2 separate regions of the Mus musculus genome follow, and region 2 is linked to region 1. Evidence: chromatin contacts called from public Micro-C data. All regions are on one chromosome and are shown on one strand. Each heading gives the region's core, a stretch centred on a gene start, on an enhancer-like site or on the middle of the called end of the contact. The rest is flanking DNA. Distances are from core to core; before and after follow the strand shown.

Region 1 (2,679 bases), core at 102-2,601:
TCTAGAGGTCGGAATTACAAAAAAACCCTGAGCAAAACCTTTCTCTAGACCCAGAATGCTGCAACAATTATTCTTCACTTTGGGTTGCCATGTGGAAAATATAATATTCTTCCACTTCGCTGTCTAATCTGAGCTTCCACTGCTAGAAAGAAAAAAATAATAATTAATAAAAAAAAAGTAAACACCAGGCTCAGAGGAAGTGAACATGACAACAAGACATCACACATTTAAAAAAAAAAATTCACACTCAAAAATCTACAATAAAAATGCAGTCAGAGTCTGCAGCTGCCAGGAGGCAGGGCCTTCCTTCAGCACAGGGTCCTTATGGAGCAAGGTCCCATCGGCTCTGTCTTGCTCATAGACTTTTATTGCCTTGTTCTTTTGAAGGTGTGCATCTGTCCTCAAAGTGCTCACATCCAGCCCCTGCCGCCATCCCTCAGCCAACACAAGAATGCATGGGAGATGGGGCTTCCCAAGACCCTTTCAGTCCTCTTGAACTACGCCTTTACAAAGAAAAAAAGAGACCCGGGCATGGTGGCGCACGCCTTTAATCCCAGCACTCAGGAGGCAGGGGCAGGCAGATTTCAGAGTTCGAGGCCAGCCTGGTCTACAGAGTTCCAGGACGGCCAGGGCTACACAGAGAAACCCTGTCTCGAAAAACCAAAAAGAAAGAAAGAAAGAAAGAAAGAAAGAAAGAAAGAAAGGAAGGAAGGAAGGAAGGAAGGAAGGAAGGAAGGAAGGAAGGAAGGAAGGAAGAAAGAGAAGAAAAAAAGAAAATAGGGGTTGTGTTACCTATCCCAAGATGTCTGTCCCACCGGGATGCTCACCGAATTGGCCACCCGACCCCACTGGCAGAGGAAAAGCAACTATTGTGCATGTCACGCAGCTCACAGTCTCCACTGTGATTGCTGCAGCCCTGTGGGCTCAGGCATAGCCCTGTTTCCACTTTGTGTGACAAGAACACTCGGAGAGATGCCACCAACTCACTAAGGTCACTCAACTAGCTAAGGACAAAACCCAAGTTTAACTCCAAGTATGAAGCCCCCAAAAGTTTCACTTACATATTTCAGACAGTCCATAGGTAGTTCTGCCAGGCCCTGTGTCCTGTCCTTTCGCTTTTACTAAAGGGTAAGGGGCAAAAGCAACATTGGGAAGAAGAGATGTGTGGCGGAAGGAGTCTCTGCCTCCAATGAAACCCAGGATTGATACATCCTTAAGAGTGATATATCCTAACAGTTTCCTAACCATTCCTTTTAAAGACTAACTCGACTTCAGGGCTCTAACTAGAGTATGAAGACAGGCGTCTCCCTGAAAATCTACTACGGGAAGCATCTGAGTCATATTATAGCCGAGCATGTGCCGGGCTATTTTTAGAAGAGACAGTATATAGGACATAGCTTTCTGATTATGTCACAGCCTTGCAGGTGGGCCCTCTCCTCACATTCTGTTTAAAAATAGATGCATACCTTAGTGCTACAGAGACAAATATACTCAGTTTCTGCCCTTGAAGGGTTCTAAGACTAGTTACGGGGTCACACACAAAAAAAGTAGAAATCAAATATGTGAATGAAAAAAGTCAGAACTGGAGCTGGGCCATGCAGGAAGCACCTCGCTTGCAGCCAACTTAACTTTGCAAAAATCTAACCTACAACCAGGCAGCAAACTGGCATGGTCTCTGTGCCAGGGAGCCTCAATCCTTATGAAGAAACTCAAGCTGGTCTAATACAAGCATCGACATCGAGGTGCTCCGAGCCATGTGCTCTGAACCACGGCGAAATTCTGCTTGTGAAAGCTTGGCTTGAACAAGAGCTGGGATGCATGGATTCAAGCAAATGCACACCTACAAGGTTACCCTTGAGCAGCAGGTGGCAGTGGGGACAGAGGAGGTGTCAACTAAGCCAGGAAGAAAGTGGAAAACATCCTAAGCATGGGCAGTCATATATGCCAAGGATGGGAGAAAGCAGGACTGTAAAGTGCTTCAAGAGCATTTTAAGTCAACACTTCAGGGAAGGCGGGGGCTTGGGGGGATGAGAAGAGATGCTGCAGTCGATGCAGATGCTGCAAAGCTGGTGATGGAGATGAAGATGGCCGATGGCAGAACTGTAACCCATCCGCAAGCTCTCCCCGCTTCTCCCCTACCTACTGGGTACCACACCATTAGGCAACTAGATATGTGTGGTAACCACAAAGGCATAGAATTGTGACAAAAAAAAATATCTAGACAAACAACGCCAATTCACAGCTTAAGAGTCGGCACTGTGCACTGTGGTCACACTTCAGCATCTATGTTCATTTGAAAGCTAAGCCGTACCCTTTTTCCACAGGCGAGATAAAGTGTGTGTGTCAGCTATGGAGATAAGGCTTGGCCTGCAGTTTGGAAAGCTACCAGTTTATGAGTGGTAAACTTTGCAGCTCTGTAATTCTGACTATTTTGTAATTTGCAGTCAGAATGGGTTTGATATTTCTCTTTGATGGAGGCAATGCAGGGGTAGCCTCTCTTGCCCAGATACTACACACATGCGCGCACACACACACACACACACACACATATGTGCACACACACATACACAGATGCACATGACAGGCACACGATAAGCACATGCACACGTATGCACACATGCACACACATATATGCACACACACATGCACACATATGCACACATGCACACACATGCGCAC
Region 2 (2,679 bases), core at 117-2,616, 560 kb before region 1:
GACTTTAATTCCATCTGATTTACATTGTCAGATAGACAATACCTTGATGAGAGTTCTCGAGGGGAAAAACAAAACAAAACAAAAAGGAAAAATACCTTACTCTATAAAGCAATGATACTAAGCCAGACCTATCCAGGAAATAGCAGCCTGCAAAATATATTGATCTACTGTGCGGATAAAACGGAGCTGCACTCGGATTCATTTCTTTAGTTGTTAATAAATCCGCATCTGCCAAATATTTTCAATTTGTAACTCATTCCAATAGATTACCCAAATTAAAAAAAATCAGAAAGATTCTATATTTTCCCCTATTGGCCCCTATCACTTGCTTTCTCCCTTTTTAAAAGATACTTCTGTTTGTATCTTGATGATCCTTCTATAGATCTTCAGAAAACTCTTAATGAGCTGTAATTATGTTCTCAATTAGTCCATCAATAAGGACAAAAAAATAGATTGGCAAGCTACCTTTCTACTAAAAGCTGATAATTACCAACAAAGTGGGGCATTAATTAAAATTATGTCTAGAGCTCTCCTCATATTCAATTCATTAGTTTTAAAACTATGCATGTAGTTGACCTTACTCATCTACTGCTGTACACCTGGCACCTAGGATCATCAGGTCTTAGTAAGTACTGGCAGAATGGATAGATACCTTGATGATAAGTCAACCTACTTAAGACGCTGTTTTACGCCTCATCACTCTATAGGTAAGTGCCCTTTCCTATAAGAAACGCATGTGTGAGCCAGGCAGTGGTGGTGCACGCCTTTAATCCCAGCACTTGGGAGGTGGAGGCAGTCGGATTTCTGAGTTTGAGGCCAGCCTGGTCTACAGAGTGATATCCAGGACAGCCAGGGCTACACAAAGAAACCCTTTGGAGAAAAAAATATGCAAATAGATAAATAATAAAACAACCACTAAAAAAGATAGCTAAGGATGATGCTGTTTGGAACATACACACACATACACACACATACACACGCACACAGAGAGAGAGAGAGAATGAGAGAGGGGGAACAACTCATGAAGCAACATTGTTGAAGATCAGAGCTTTGAAGAGCAGATATGAGTTTGGGAGGTGAGAACAGTTAGGACAGGACAAGCCTACCACTCAATTCCTTGATCTGTGTTCAAACTCAACTTCCAGCCAGTAAATCTGGATATGTGATCTAGGTGATGCTCACTACTCTGGGTAAAGGGAAGATGACAATAGCTTCTGTCACACAGGAGAGCTGTGGGATTCACAATAGCCATAGGGAGACCCCCGTGGTAGTGAGTGATCCAGTTCTTACGCAGCTACACAGAGCTTCAGAGTGATCCGTTATTCAGATGGTGGCAGCAGCGGCGGCAGCAGCGGCAGCATATCTCAGAAGGAAATGAGCACCAGATGTTCTGTGCACACGTGACCTTAGACTCTGCAAACAGCTACAGCCACCTATGGAGAAGCTCACTATGTCCTGTGTGGGCGACTCTGATCCTCAGAGGTTACTTCTGTCTTGGGATAGATCTCAAACCATGGGGAGTGGTTGTAGGACTAAGATTTGTCAGTGAGCAGCGCTTGACAGGAGCATAAAACACTGCTAGAGTGTGGGGTGTATGTGTCAGGGGGAGCTGAGCAAGGAGTAATCTTAGATTTAAAAACTTGTGCTGTCTTTCCCCCAAATCCCTCTAATAAATACAACTTCCCTTCATGCTTTAAGGAAACATCTTTCATAGAAGGTGAAGGATTTATTGGTATAACTGCCTCATCTGAGATTCCAGGAAACATGAACACAGTGTGGTTGCTTTTTCACTTTAAACTTCTGGGAAAGCCAATCAAAACCACAGCATAGTATCCCTTGTGCCTCTCTTGGAACGTGGCAGGGACTCTGGTCTCCACTAGTACATTCTGTCTGACCTGACCAGGAAATCTCTACACCAGGTTGGTCTTTCCTAGCTAACACAAAGACCTAGATACATTTTGTTTGTTTCAATGGCTTCCCAAGGGAGATGGGGCAACAAAAACTCCCTTCAGCAGGTGTGGCACAGTTTGTGCAATCCTGTATTGACAACAACAATAGCTACCAACATCATATTTCCGTTGCTTTTATTTCAGTGATTTTAAAAGTGAAAAGTCAACATGTTATTATTTATAGATACATATCAGAGGGATTGCTATCTCCCTAACAGTGCAAATATTTCAGTGACTTTGAAAATGAAACGCATTCTAACTCCTAGGTCTATTCAGACTCAGTGTATCTACCTCTTGAGACTCAGCCCTCCTTGCATTGTGGTTTTCTTGCAATAAATCTCCCTTTTCTTATTAAAATCTAAGGTGTATTTATTATTAGAGATGCCTCTATCAGTTCCTTGTCACTAAAGAGGACCTTTCCTTTTCAGCTGTATTACTCTGTGGTGGACAAGAGAGGGCACTCTTGTATTTCATGTGAAATCGAGAACATGATTTTTTTTTCCCCAACTGTTTAAGGATTGACTAGAGAGAAGTGAGGTTTTTAAATGGGCTGGAAAAAAAAATGTAAAACATAAAACATCGACACAAATGTATCGCTTTTACAAATAAGTCAAACATAAGAGAATTTTTGGAAGATTACCCTATAAATCGCTTTAAAGAGATTTTGACAAACAAATGCAAATAAGAAGAGACATAAAAATCCTTTTCTACTAAGCTTGACTTAATTCAA

Evidence for each region. A called contact is a pair of places that touch in the nucleus more often than the background predicts.
Region 2: a Micro-C map of palatal mesenchyme shows a contact between it and region 1, with 3 times the contacts expected there. The contact joins two enhancer-like sites. A contact is called at or near these places in 4 of 484 Hi-C or Micro-C datasets (embryonic fibroblasts, myocytes, nephron progenitors and 1 more).

What each region holds. Positions count from the first base shown.
Region 1 is chr15:93,655,608-93,658,286 of GRCm38.p6, reverse strand. No RefSeq gene overlaps it. Among named protein-coding and RNA genes, the nearest start is that of Gm41387, 3.2 kb to the left of the region's middle. Within about 2 kb of position 1,351, at least 36 of the 459 cell types and tissues checked have an H3K27ac peak or open chromatin away from gene starts, as enhancers often do. A contact at or near this core is called in palatal mesenchyme, where this site is marked.
Region 2 is chr15:94,213,343-94,216,021 of GRCm38.p6, reverse strand. No RefSeq gene overlaps it. Among named protein-coding and RNA genes, the nearest start is that of D630010B17Rik, 33 kb to the left of the region's middle. Within about 2 kb of position 1,366, at least 45 of the 459 cell types and tissues checked have an H3K27ac peak or open chromatin away from gene starts, as enhancers often do. A contact at or near this core is called in palatal mesenchyme, where this site is marked.